2 separate regions of the Mus musculus genome follow, and region 1 is linked to region 2. The links are chromatin contacts, called in public promoter capture Hi-C maps. All regions are on one chromosome and are shown on one strand. Each heading gives the region's core, a stretch centred on a gene start, on an enhancer-like site or on the middle of the called end of the contact. The rest is flanking DNA. Distances are from core to core; before and after follow the strand shown.

Region 1 (6,508 bases), core at 748-3,247, 520 kb before region 2:
TGTGTGGCACTTCCTTTTGAACCCGAAGTTTCACTCCTAAAAGGAGGCTCATTAAGACTCAGGAAATGAGCAAGCGCTGATAGGCATCTTGAATTACGAGATATTTACAAAATCCACAGGTCTGCCCCGCCCAGGTTATACATGAGGTAAAGAGTATAGGTGAGGAGTCTCCCTCCCCTGTGGAGCTGCCTGCAAGTCAGTGCTGCAGAGATGCAGCTATCCTGAGTTCTTTCCTAAGATCAGTAGGTGTCTTCCTGCTGCTGTTATCTTTCATTCATCATGTTCAAACTACAGAAAAGGCCATTTGAAATTCTAGGTAATTATTGAAAGAATGGCTCTAAACGGGGAACCCTAATTCTCCATATTGAGGCAACAGGAAAGGTGCCCTAAGCCTAGACCCCCGTCCATGAAAGACTCTATTCTTCCAAAAGTGTGAATTCATCTGAAAGGAGAAAGTCCAGTGGGAAAATAGCATTTAAGGAGAGCTTGACCTCTGTTTACTTTTTTTTCCCCATGGTCTCCCTTGAGCTTGTTATTTCTCTAAGGTCTCAAGGACAGGCACCTGGAGTTCTGCAGTTCCTCAGCAGGAGTGTTGGTTTTTAGAGACACAAAGGCAGGGAGGATGTCTCCTCAGAATGTCCTCATTAAGGGGGAGTTTTATGGGTAGTGCCATTCTAATGCTAGAGGTGGGGGGAGGGAGTTTCAGGCTGCTGCAGGAGGACACAGCACAGAAACCAGCTGTCTGTGTAGCATACTTGTCTAGGGCTAGAGGGAAGATGGGAGCTTCTGGCCAGGGGGGTGGGGGGTGGGAGCAAAAAATGCAGAGACAAACTGTGCACAACACTAAAGTATCTCTCTAGTATCAGCAATTCGGAGGTTACAACACATGCTTAATCACTGCAAGGAGAACTAAGTAGGAAAAGAGAAGTTGAGTTCTCCACAGTGATAAAAATACCATGGATAGTGGTAGCACATGCCTTTAATCCCCGCACTTGGGAAGCAGAATCAGGGGGATCTTTGAGTCCAATGCAAGCCTGGTCTACAGAGCAAGATACCCCATGCCTAATGCAGAGAGAAATTCTACAATGGATGATGGACCAGAAGTCCGTACAATGCTAAGAACTGTGCCCTCCTTGGGAGAGAAGCAGAAGAGATACTCACAGGCTCAGAGACCACCTGCTGTTAAACACTTCTCTGTTTGTGGTGAACCAGGGAGACGTGGGTGATGTTCTGGTATAGTTCTCATAAAATTAAAGTTCTTATGCAGATTAATGAATGAAAGTGTAAGCAAGGGACAAATGGAGAGATCAAGGATCCACCAATGGATTCTGGAAAGTCTTCACATGTAAATGTGAGGGTAGTACTTATAACCTCGTTCAGAGATTTTTTTTTTTTAACGTCTATGTCTCTGACCTACCTCCTTCACTGTATGGATTCCAGTGCTCACAGGAAAGTGTTTTTGTTTGTTTTCCCAGCTGTGGAGTCTAATGCATGTATGCTCACAGGCTTGTCAGCACACATGGAAAAATGGAGTATGTACAAGTTGAGCATTAAATTAAGTCTTCCTTCATTCTAGGCACGTAGTCTACCCCCTTTGCTAGTTTTGTACTTTGTATTTTGAGACAAGGTCTCTGTAAAGTGCCTAGAACGCTTTGGATTTGTAATCCTTTCATTTTAAACACCGAAGTTGATGTCAAAAAGCATCTCTAAGTAATAGCACTCACTCCACTTTAGCCTCTTGTTTCCTTATTTTAAAGTACAATTAAATGATTGTCAACTTTTGGTGCAGGTTCCAATTTTATAATTAGTAGACGAGTTTTTAAACTACAGTTTGACCAGATACAACTAATAACCCCTCCTATCAAAGCCTCAACGGATGTTCTAGCACGTCCGTTTTACAACCGGAACTTTTAAAGCAGCCTGACTGTGGGCTTTTGTCCCAGTGCTGACACCTCTCCTTTCTTTCCACCCTCCTCCGCTGTCAGTAGGGAGAACACAGAACTCTGGGAAATGTAGTCGTGCCCTCTGTGACGTCACAAGCAGCCGCTCTGCGAACCGCACTTCCGCATCCCGTCTGCAGACGTTTGTCTTCCCCTAAGTTAGCGGTGCTGTGTCCTGCTCCTCGCTCTCGATCGGATCTCTGACATGGAGGTTGGTCCAGGGAGCAGTGCAGCCTGAGGGAATGTGCAGGGGAGTGGTCCAGCTTGGAGGGAGCGGAGCCGAGGTGGACCAGAGGCAGGGAGAAGCCGAGTTGGTGATGCTGTGCTGCTGACCTAAGCTGGGCCAACTGAGCCTGGATGCAAATCTGGGTGGGGAGAGCAGTATGGGGGTGGCGCTGTGAGTGAAAGCTTTGTTAGGACGCGGCTGTATACGCTTCTGGGGTGGGAGAGCTGGCTCTGTAGCACAGAAATGTGGAATGGTGGAAGGTTCAGTATTGCCCCCCCGCAGGGTGGGCCGGCCCTCTCCTTGCGCCAGAGGTGTAAATGGGAGCCCACATTCCTGCTTGCCTTAGGAAGTCTGTTGGCTGTGATCACTTGGCCACTTGACTGTGGTCAGATTTCTCAGAACTTCTAGATCGAGTGGAGATCTGGCACCTCCTATTTATGGCCAGCCTAATATTCTTGGTTTGAGTTAATAGCTGCTCCTCGTTTCCAGGGACAGAGTTCTGCTAAGGAGGTTGGTGTATAGGATGTTAGTACCATTCTCTTTGGAATAAATTGTTAGGTTTTTTTTGGTGTGTTGTTTTGAATGAGAATATTTCATGGCCACCTCCGTGATCTATATCTTCACACTTAACACTCACATGTAGAGACAGTCTAATGTTCTAAAGGAGAAGGCTTATTCAGGATATTATTGATCCTACATTGTAGAGTAAAATACTAGAAAATACCGTATCCACTTATGTCAGAGATTGTGTAATGTCAGAAGCTTGGACTCCTTTTCTGAAACAAATGAGGGGGTGATGGGAGCAGAGAGATGGCCTGGAGATTATTAGTGACTTCGGGGAAAGGACTTGAGTGTCCCTGGGGAGGAGAAGTGACCTTGAATACCTAACAGTGTTTACGTTGCTCTTCAATTGTGAGCTTCTCTTCTATCTCTGGACACTGCACATCTAAACCTCCCTTAACAACTACTCTATCACTGCCCCGACTGTGGCACTCAGGTTCCCTGTTGCTCCCTGAACATTTGCCAGTTTATCCACGTCAGAAAGATTGAAAGGTGAATTTGAAGAGCTTTTGCTCAGTTAGGGTCCCTTGCCCATAATAGACTCCTTGGCCTGTCTCTTGTATAGTTTTGTAGTTCACAACACTTTAAGTCAAATCAAGTGTTTGTGTGGCATTAAAGCCTATTATTCATAAGGAACATGGGTTTTAAGCCACCTTCAGTATGAATATTTCTGTGGACTATGTAACTGTTATGTAAAAGACAGAGACTTCCTAGTTAATGTCACTGGCCTACAGGACAAGAACAGCATTGTGTTTTCCATTATCTAAAGTGGGAAGAGTACACTACCTTGTGAACCAAAAGTGGTTTCCTAAGAAGTAGGCATGAAGCAGAGGCATGCTGTCCTGTAACTTACAGACCTTTCCAGTATATATACTTTAAACACACCTGTGATTGAAAGAAACCAAACCAAACCAAAACTGAAGCCTCTTCTTGGAGCATCCTTGTTATCTCTGCATTGTGAAGTGAAGGCGGGGGATTAGGACTTCAAGGTCATCTTCCATATTATAGATTACTCAAGATGAACTTAAGCTAAGTACGATTCTGTGTAAAAATTATTAAAGGTTTTAAAAAACAGTTCATGGATACACTATTTCTGATGGCTTCTGTCACTTGGCTTAGTACCAGCCTGACAGAATTCCGTCTAACTGACATGGCTCACATTTAAAACATATACTTGAGAAGGTTTATTGACTGTATTTGATGTGTACTTTAAAAATCTCCTGCTCACATGCTTCTGTTAAAGGCGTTAAATTTTGGTGATCAGATAGATAGTCCTCTGCATTACTGTGTGTGTAGGGACTTTACGCTTTGTCTTGCTTGAAGATTCCTCCACATTTGCAGGGAATGTTTATTTTCTCTGATTGTTCATTTGTATTAGTTTCTGTTGGGACCTCTTGATGTGTCTTCTGGTTTTCCTGGAATTCTTCCCATTTGTGCTTCTTAAACATTCAGTCTGGGACTTGAGTCATTCATTCCCCATTTCCCTCTTTAATCCTTGACTGGTGCAGCCTCCATGATATACACTTCCCTCTTAGTCCTCACTGCACAGGTTCAGCTATGTGAGGGATGTTTCTTTACCTTTAGCCTGAACGGAATTCCAGTCCCACACACGGATAATGGCAACCGCATCCTCCACTGCCCTTCACAGGTGTGCCATCCAGCCACGAAACCAAACTGCTAAATTGAGACTTCTTCCTCCTCATTGGGGAGGAGTCTAATATTTCATGGTTTCCATTCCTGACCCCTTTCTTTTTATTTTTGTTTTTGTTTTTCTGAGTGACCATCTGAGGGAAGGAATTAATGGGTTTTTGGTTTGGTTTGGTTTGGTTTTTGGTTTTTTTTCTCATGTAGTAACCTTGTATTAGGCATGTCATTCTTGAAAAATGCTGAAGGGAAGTTATGCTGAGTGATGACATTCATTTCCTGGTGGTCGTTCTGATATATGTCAGAAGCTATGGAGAGAAGCAATAGAAAAAGAAATTTGAGTCTTGAGAAAGATATAAATAGGAGGTAAAAATATATTCAAGGAATAAGAATGAGAAGTACAGGTTTTCATCATTGTCTCCATTTCTGTTGTAAATATTTCTGTCAATGAGCCCTTCCATAGTTGTATTCAAATACAGTGGTGTATTGTGAGTTGAGACATTATGTGTGTCTAGAAGACTCTTTCAAAGACTATATTTAACTGTTCTCTTTTAGGTACATAAAATTTTTGTATGAAGGTTTATGTACATAAAAATCATGGGTAGGAGTTTGAGTCCCAACTGTTTACATGATCGACTGTACTTAATATTTCATTAGGAGCATGCATTAACAGTGTACTGAATATTTTAAACATATATAAATATACTTAGACATCTATCATATAGAATAAGGCATCTGACATTGATATTAGAAGTAATAGTCCAAATAAATTTACAGTCTGTGTTTCTCATGGAAATCTGACACATGGTCTGCCGTATCCTTTTCAGGATTCTAGTTCCATACTCGGAGTCGTAGTATTCCAGAATATGTTGACTAAAACCAAAAATGGTTGCTGTGTGACACACTTAATGTGGGTCAGTGTCAGTTGGAAGAGAAGCCTGAGGAGACACTGGTGAATGTATGCTCTAGTGAAGTTAGACAGGAGGAGGAAGCTAGTGGAACGGTAACCCAGAATGGTGGCTGTCGGTGACCCTAATGGAGTGCATTCCAGGTGCTGGATAACATGATTTCGGACATTGTAAGCTATGGTGCAGGGTGGAGGGTGGGAAGATGTCTGACCAGATGAGCATATGAAACTAGTATGAAGACTGCAAAGTATACCTGTAACAATAATTACAAAATAATCTATTAAAATGTACACTTCTCATATTTTTGATATTTAATTATAGAAAAGCAAATTGTTATCATTGATGTCATAGGTCATTTTGAGAATTGTATGTGATAAGAAGAAAAATAACACTAAAGCATAGAAAATGTTGAAATAAGGGAAAATAGCAAGTCGCATCACAAATTCTAATTCTTGAGCACAGGTTACCAAGGAACAGGTATCATGAGCTCAGAGCCTGCTGTAGGATTGTAGCAAATGTGCAGATAGCTTCCTACAAAGGAAAACATACGGAAGAAGGAAAAGGGAGGTGTGTTGTAAAAAAAAAAAGTTTAATCCCAATCTAGGGTTTCTACCCCACCTTTGACTATTTAGTTCCAGAATAAAAGACATACACAACCTTTATATTTATAATAACCTTAATCAGCACAAGAGCTGGGCAGGTATCTATCCTCTATGCTATTTTGTCTATTTTCCAGCCAATAATCCTATAATATAATTTGCTTTGTTTTATCTGGGCTGCTCACAACTCCACTTAGCCAAACCACGTGGCCATTATTTTAAGATTCTTACCCCATGATGCCTTCTCCTCTATTCACCTTCTTCTCTCTGCCCTCATGGTTCTCCTCCCCAAGCCCAGGAACTCGAAACCACGCCTGTCTTCTCTGCCCAGCTATTGGCTGCAACACCATTCGCCATTACAATATATAACAGCAGACCAAACCTCAACAGCGGTGAAAAGAGTTAGTGTGTCTAGTGTATTTTAAATCTCCAAGTGTTCTCGCAACACTTACTAATTTGTGATTTGTTAAAATCCTTGTTATTCGCTTTAGTCTGCGAGTTCTTTTTTACTGCTCTACCTCTTGGCTGCTCCATGTCCTGTTTCTTGGTGCACTGGCATTAGCATCATTATTGAACTCTGTACACATTCAGAAATGTAGACCTCTGCCAGAGCGGATACATCAGAATCTA
Region 2 (6,633 bases), core at 474-2,973:
CAAGAGCCCAGTCCCGTCTAGGCAGAAGAGCAGACCATGTGTAGATGGCTCCTGCTGTGCCAACAAGGATGGGAGCACCTCAGAGTAGAACTATGTTGATGAGACTAGACAGTTTGCCGGGCCTGAGGAACAGCAAATCCCATCCAATATCCATTTCTTCAGAAAATTTGGGTAGGCTTGAAGGCTCAGAGGGCAGCAGAATCAATGGTATCTTGGAATCTGCACAATTTATGGGGGAAAATACAAGATGTAGCTTGATTGATCTCTAAGCAGATGAAGTGAATTATTATGGTTGGTAGAGGAAAGTTTTCTGTGAAATTAATGAAACCAATGCTTTAAGTCCCTTCCTTTGGTATGGGGCTTTTCCAAGGCTTTCAGGGATAGCCTAACAAATCAGGCTTCATGGCATTACTTTTTGTGAAACATTATGCCTAAGAGTTTTTTAAATTATTTTTTTCATAGACAAGATCTCAAGCTTATAAATCCCAAGTAGGTGCCCCACAAAGCCTGGCTTTTGGGGTGTTATGAATCAGTGGGTAAGGGAGAAACTCAGAGCCTGTTTTGTGATCTGGTAAAAATATTCAAACAAGTATGGGGGAAGAGAGGATGGATACTCCAGGTCCTGAAGATTGACCAGGAGTCTTCAGTTATTTTCAAAGAGATACTTTGTGGTATTTTTGTTTCATTTGGTTGCTGTTGTTAAAATAGGCTCTCATTATATAGACATGGCTGGTTTAGAACTTGCCTCAGTCTCTTGGGTGCTGGAATTAAAGGCATTTGCCACTACAGCCAGCTTAAGGTATTTTCTAATTAACACTTAGTAAAAGAAGGGCTATCAAGTTCCATGGTTGATTGAACTCTAGGAGGAAAACGAAGGGAGCAAAATGGCCCTGCAGGATGTAGGATGCTGGGTTCCAGGACACATTAAATGTGGTAGCTTACAAAGTGAAACCAAGACACTTTATGAATCAAATGTTGCTTAAAGAAATGACAGTCAAAAATACTAATGAGTGAATGGGCATTTGTGAGGGTATTCTGTAGGTGAATTTGTTTGTGATTTTTTTTAATTAGGTATTTTCCTCATTTACATTTCCAATGCTATACCAAAAGTCCCCCATACCCTCCCACCCACTCCCCTACCCACCCACTCCCACTTTTTGGCCCTGGCGTTCCCCTGTACTGGGGCATATAAAGTTTGCAAGTCCAATGGGCCTCTCTCTCCAGTAATGACCGACTAGGCCATCTTTTGATACATATGCAGCTAGAGTCAAGAGCTCCAGGGTACTGGTTAGTTCATAATGTTGTTCCACCTATAGGGTTGCAGATCCCTTTAGCTCCTTGGGTACTTTCTCTAGCTCCTCCATTGGGGGCCCTGTGATCCATCCAATAGCTGACTGTGAGCATCCACTACTGTGTTTTCTAGGCCCCAGCATTTGTTTGTGATTTTAAGCAACATATTCACACCACACTGCTCTACTGTCAGTATAGTCACTCCAAGAAAAACAGAAGCATGTTGACTTTGATACTTTGACAGACAGGCTGTTACAACAGTAGCCTGGGAAAGTTTGAGCTCTTTATGTGTTTGCAGCTTTCACCCACTGCTCTGAACTGGAATGAGGCTAGGTCAAATGGGAAAATGTTCAACACCAGTAAAGCAACTCCAGCCCAGCCTCTGTGGTCTGAGGATCCTAGAAGCAGGAATCTATGTAGCAACCAGTGACTTCCTCCCTCCTTGGCAGGTCAAGGGCCACTGCTGTCTAGCTTGTGAAATAAGCCAGAGCAGACTCACAACGATCCAGGACAACTTTGAGGCTGTTTTTCCTGCTTGCAGTAGCAGTGTGATCCCTGAACAGAATTTCCACCAAGAGAGGTAAAAAGAAAACTCAAAACTACTCCAGCCAAAACTCCTGCGAAGTGAAATTTGGGAGGTGGCTAAGTATAAATACTGGGTATTGGGATGGACTGACACAGGCTAATCCTAGAAAGATTAGAATGTTACTGCCACCTACTGTCCCATCTTCATCAGTGTTGAATGATCACTTCAAAGTATTTAGTAAGTCATGAAGAAGTATTTTCCATTAAAAAAAAAAAAACCCACTATCTCAGAAGGACATTTCACTGTTATCTGTTCTTCCTAGAAATATGGGGCCTTAGAAATTAAAGCCACATGCAGTCCTTATTAAAAATATAATAAAATAACCCACCCCAGCCATCCCATTACTGGTGACTATAGAAATTTGTTATGTATAATTTACATTCTTTCCAGTACTTTCTGTTTTTTCAGAAGAGAAGGGCAAAGCTCTATGACTTCTCCAGATTGTAAATCACATTACTGCAGGCAGAGGGAGCGAAGTGGACAGGATTCCCAGAGAGAGGTAGAATCTTGTTTCTAGGGATGAAATCTTAGCCTGTTCAGGCCACGTACACAAATGGTTAGACAGACCCCAATTTCGAGTACTAGACTTGTAGCCAACATATGGAAAGTGGCAGTTTGGTCACCTTAAATGAGGCCCTGATACCTGAGTCTCTTTGAAGAAGAGGCGTACACAATCTGACTGTCCACCAGTCATCTGCGGCTGGAGGCACAGAGGCTCTGTCAGGTGGTGGAGAACAGGACAGGAACATAAGCATTGTGTCCAGACTCGAAAAAGAGCCTTGGGTTGACCTAACAGCTTCTTCTTGGCCTAGTACTCAGGAACAAGGGTCCAACTGTCCCATGCCTCTTATCCAAGAAAAAGGCCATCAAACTACAGGGCTCACAGAACATACATTCATGTGAGCATCTGGGACAACCTTTCCTCTGGAATTAGGATATTACTCTGGCAACTGGTGCATAAGTGAAGTCCTGTGTTTTGGAGGCTGCTGGAAATATACGGGCTCTGAGAACTACATGCAGTTGTTTCAGAGGTTCCAAGTGCTGTTGTCTTGAAAACTTGTTCTCTATGGTGCTATATAAAACTTGTCCTCCTGCAGCTGATCTGGGTATTTCCACTCCAAGAGAAGGTACGAGATCCTAATAAGCAGGCAAGCCAGAGACTTTACTCGTTCCTGGTTGTACCTGCCTAGAACAAACCTTATCAGCCTGTGATATACAGAGCAATGAGACCAGCATCCCTTGGTTATGACAGTGAGCCGAGTCAGAGGTCATACTTCTAGAAAGGGAGCATTCTGTCATCCTGCCTACAATTTGACCCTATAATGAAGGGTATTAGGTGTACTTTACATATACCAATACAATCTTTTGGTTCTTTTATATGAGATTTGGAGAAGTCACTTTCTTTTAATGATAGGCAAATCTCATTTGTTGTGGTTTGTGGAACCACAGAGAGTCCTCTTTTCAGCACGTAGAAAGGGGAGAGGGCTCTCTACCCTGGAACGTGAATGCCTGACTACTATGGCCATTGGAGCCCACAATATACAGACCCTCACAGTTTCAATGTCATCAGAACATTCCAGTACCAAAGAAAATGCAGTAAGTAACATATAGTTATACTACAAAATGTAAGCATACGTCCAGATACCTGAAAAGGCCCTCAAGCTGGTTGACTCAGCTGGGCAAGCAAAGTCTTCTAGCAAATTATATTTTCTCCATAATGTTCCTGTCATTAGTAGGCGCTGGTGGACGAGATGTGCTAATACCCTCTTTTGTGCATTAAACAGCAGTCAGTCATGCAGGGGGCCTGGAAGTCTTTCCTAGGACTGTGGGTAGGAAGCTAGCCTGACATGCACTTCTCTAGTGAGTCAGGGACACTGTATATAAAGGCCAGTTTTCAGCATGAATAATGAGGTCCAGATTATAGAGAAATATAAACTAAGCTGAGCCATATGAAGCCTCAATGGGACCTAGACTATTGCAACCTTTGAACAGTGTGGGACTGTGGCAAAATATATCACCTTAGAGGTCAGGAAGCTTCAAGTTTCTATAGGCCTGGAATCATAGCACTCAGTAGGCTGAAAAAGGAAGACATCTGTGATCTCAGGGCCAGCCTGGGATACATAGAAAACCCTTGTGTTTTTGTTTTGTTGTTGTTTGTCATTTTCTTCTCTTTTCTTTTAAATCCGTCCAACACATTCAAAGAAAGTAATAGCAGGGTAGACAAAGTCCCAGATGAAAATTTTAAAGTGGACCAAAGAACAGTTTTAGGAGACATCAGAGAGAAGGAAGATCTTTTACAATTTAGCAGGCCTTCAAGCTAAACAATTCAAGTCTAGCTATTTGTCCCTTCTTTTGTAGACATTAGTCATTATTCCTTTAAATTATTTGGGAAGAGAAAGGAGGCCACCAGGGTAAGAGGAAAAGCAAAAGGGAATGATGGGAAGTATAATCTAAGTACAATGCATACATGAATGGAAAGGAAACATATTATTTCGTACAATCAATATATGCTAACAAAATTACTTTAAGTCCACAGAAGATAGTAAAATTGAAAAGCTACTATGTTTATTTATTGCATCAAATTTCAAAAGTCTGACTAAAAAAAAATATTATAACCTTTACCTGTGACTGTCTTATCATCAGGTTTAGAATAAAAGGTGATAAAGGGAGATATGAAAATCTAGTAATTCTGGATGAGCAGTAATACTGTGACCCATCAGTATCAGCCACTCCAATATCTACTGCAAAGAACAAAATCTTAAATATAATCATAGCAACATGCATCCTTGTAAAAAAAAAAAAAAAAAAAAAAGAAAAAAGCGATGGTCTACTAGGTGCTGGGATGCAGGAGCCAGAGGTCTTTTTCCATACAGAAATAAAAAATACATAGGTACAAGTGTCCACTTGTTGGATTTCTAGATATTTAAGTGACACTCACCTAATAAACATATGGTGATCCCAGGAGTCCCATGACAGTCACCGAGTACAACGAATGGGTTCCAAGCACCCAGTGTTTAGAGGGTATACTGCAGTCTATCCCCAAAGGCCCAGTTTCTTATTTCCCATCCAGTGGTAAACCTTTTTTTCCTCTGCCCAGGCTCCCTTCTGTTCACTCTGTGAAGGCTGGGAAATTCACCATTTACCTCCAAACATTCTAGACTAAATTTCAAAAGGTAAGCCTTATTGAACAAAGCAGGTATTATTTCTTAGGATGCTCTAAAGCAAGTGGTTTCTAAGTAGGAACCAAGAAAGCTGGAACTGATAGAACTAATTTTATTTTCCTGGGTGAGACCTTGATTTCCAAGTTCACTTAGGAGGCAGTTGCAGCAAAGGCTGGCATTTACGAGATGCTGAGTATCACTAAAACCTCAGTGGGGTAGTGAACATCTAAGCATGGCTGGGAGGGCAAGTGGGCAAAGCCTCTTGGTGAAAGGTGAAAGGGACATGAGGGAAAGGAGAGAGGCCTGTAAGGACCAAGGATAACAAAAGGGAGAGGATTTGACAAGAAAGACACTCAAAATCTCCTCCTGCTTTACACCATGAACTGTGGTATCTTTAAAGCCAGCAATCTTTCAAGAGGGTCATGAGATGACTTATAGTCACCACTCACTAACAGATACCTCTGGAACATACGCTCTACTTTCAATCAACCTAGGGTCAATTTCCAGACGTCGGCAGAAACTTAGACTAGGACCAGTGGTATGGTGTGGGGGAAAACGGCACAGTTATGCACAGTGTTGGTTTCCTCATTGCCGTAGCTAAAACACTTTCTCAAAGTGAAAATGAAAGTTTGAATTCAATGCACATGGAAAGTATCTAAGGACTTTCCTAGCTGTTTCCTACAAAGCCATAGAGAAATAATGCTTTGTATGCTTTGATTCTTGCACACTCCACAGGCACTTTCTGTCTAATTATAGAAGTTGGGCATGTGCCTCTTCAGAGGGGTTGGCCTACCCGCTAGATGAGTCCCACAGTGCCAGTCCCTGAACTGTCCTGGAAAACAAACTTGGAAACCCTCATACAACCTATATGAGCAATACAAAATTTTAGGCTTATCAAAATTGCACAGAAATAAAACACTCTTCTATCTGCAAAGCAAAGCAATGTTTAAAAGTTATAAATATATTCATAAAAGCCTGTTTTGGCCGGGCGTGGTGGCGCATGCCTTTAATCCCAGCACTCGGGAGGCAGAGGCAGGTGGATTTCTGAGTTCAAGGCAAGCCTGGTCTACAAAGTGAGTTCCAGGACAGCCAGGGCTATACAGAGAAACCCTGTCTTGAAAACCCCCCCAAAAAAGCCTGTTTTGTTTGATGGAATGTGAGGAGAGAGCCAAATCTCAGTAGCAGAGCCCGTGTCTAGTACACAAGAGGCCCCAAGTTCAATTCCAGAACTGCAAAATGAGGGATGAGGAATGATAGGTACCTCTTTGTTCCCCTTTAAACAGGCTCATGGAACACTATGGCAAAGTTTAGAGCTGTGGCCTGCCATAGCCTCTTGGGGTGGACCAGTGGACATGTGTGGCTGGCTGAGAAAGCAAGTCTGTGGGTGGCTCTTAACTCAAGTGTTCACCCAGAGCAATAACGGTGAGTCGAGTTTTTCTTCATGATTGATTTAAATCTCTCATCTGGGAATTCTTTTTCAAAAAAGAAAGGAAGGAAGGGAGGGAGGGAGGGAGGGAGGGAGGGAGGGAGGGAGGGAGGGAGGGACAGAAAGAGAGAGAGAAAGCAAAATAAAACATAACTTTTATAGTTCAAAGA

What was found. Promoter capture Hi-C pulls out the DNA fragments that hold promoters and counts their contacts.
Region 1: a contact with region 2 is called in a promoter capture Hi-C map of liver, with 2.2 times the contacts expected there. The contact joins the promoter of Zfp87 here to the enhancer-like site in region 2. A contact is called at or near these places in 4 of 39 promoter capture datasets (the HPC-7 cell line, cranial neural crest, hippocampal neurons and 1 more), 1 of 484 Hi-C or Micro-C datasets (liver), 1 of 115 datasets of contacts at active chromatin or transcription factors (embryonic stem cells) and 1 of 9 other capture datasets (embryonic stem cells).

Annotation. Positions count from the first base shown.
Region 1 is chr13:67,521,720-67,528,227 of GRCm38.p6, reverse strand. Zfp87 (zinc finger protein 87) reads left to right here and starts at 1,997. Exons shown (of 4, transcript NM_133228.3): 1 at 1,997-2,151. The coding sequence starts at 2,146.
Region 2 is chr13:66,998,376-67,005,008 of GRCm38.p6, reverse strand. 4933433G19Rik (RIKEN cDNA 4933433G19 gene) reads left to right here. Exons shown (of 9, transcript NR_045851.1): 6 at 1,740-1,870; 7 at 4,974-5,049; 8 at 6,321-6,459. Ptdss1 (phosphatidylserine synthase 1) reads right to left here. Exons shown (of 13, transcript NM_008959.3): 13 at 6,608-6,633. Among named protein-coding and RNA genes, the nearest start is that of 4933433G19Rik, 31 kb to the left of the region's middle. Within about 2 kb of position 1,723, at least 12 of the 459 cell types and tissues checked have an H3K27ac peak or open chromatin away from gene starts, as enhancers often do. A contact at or near this core is called in liver, where this site is marked.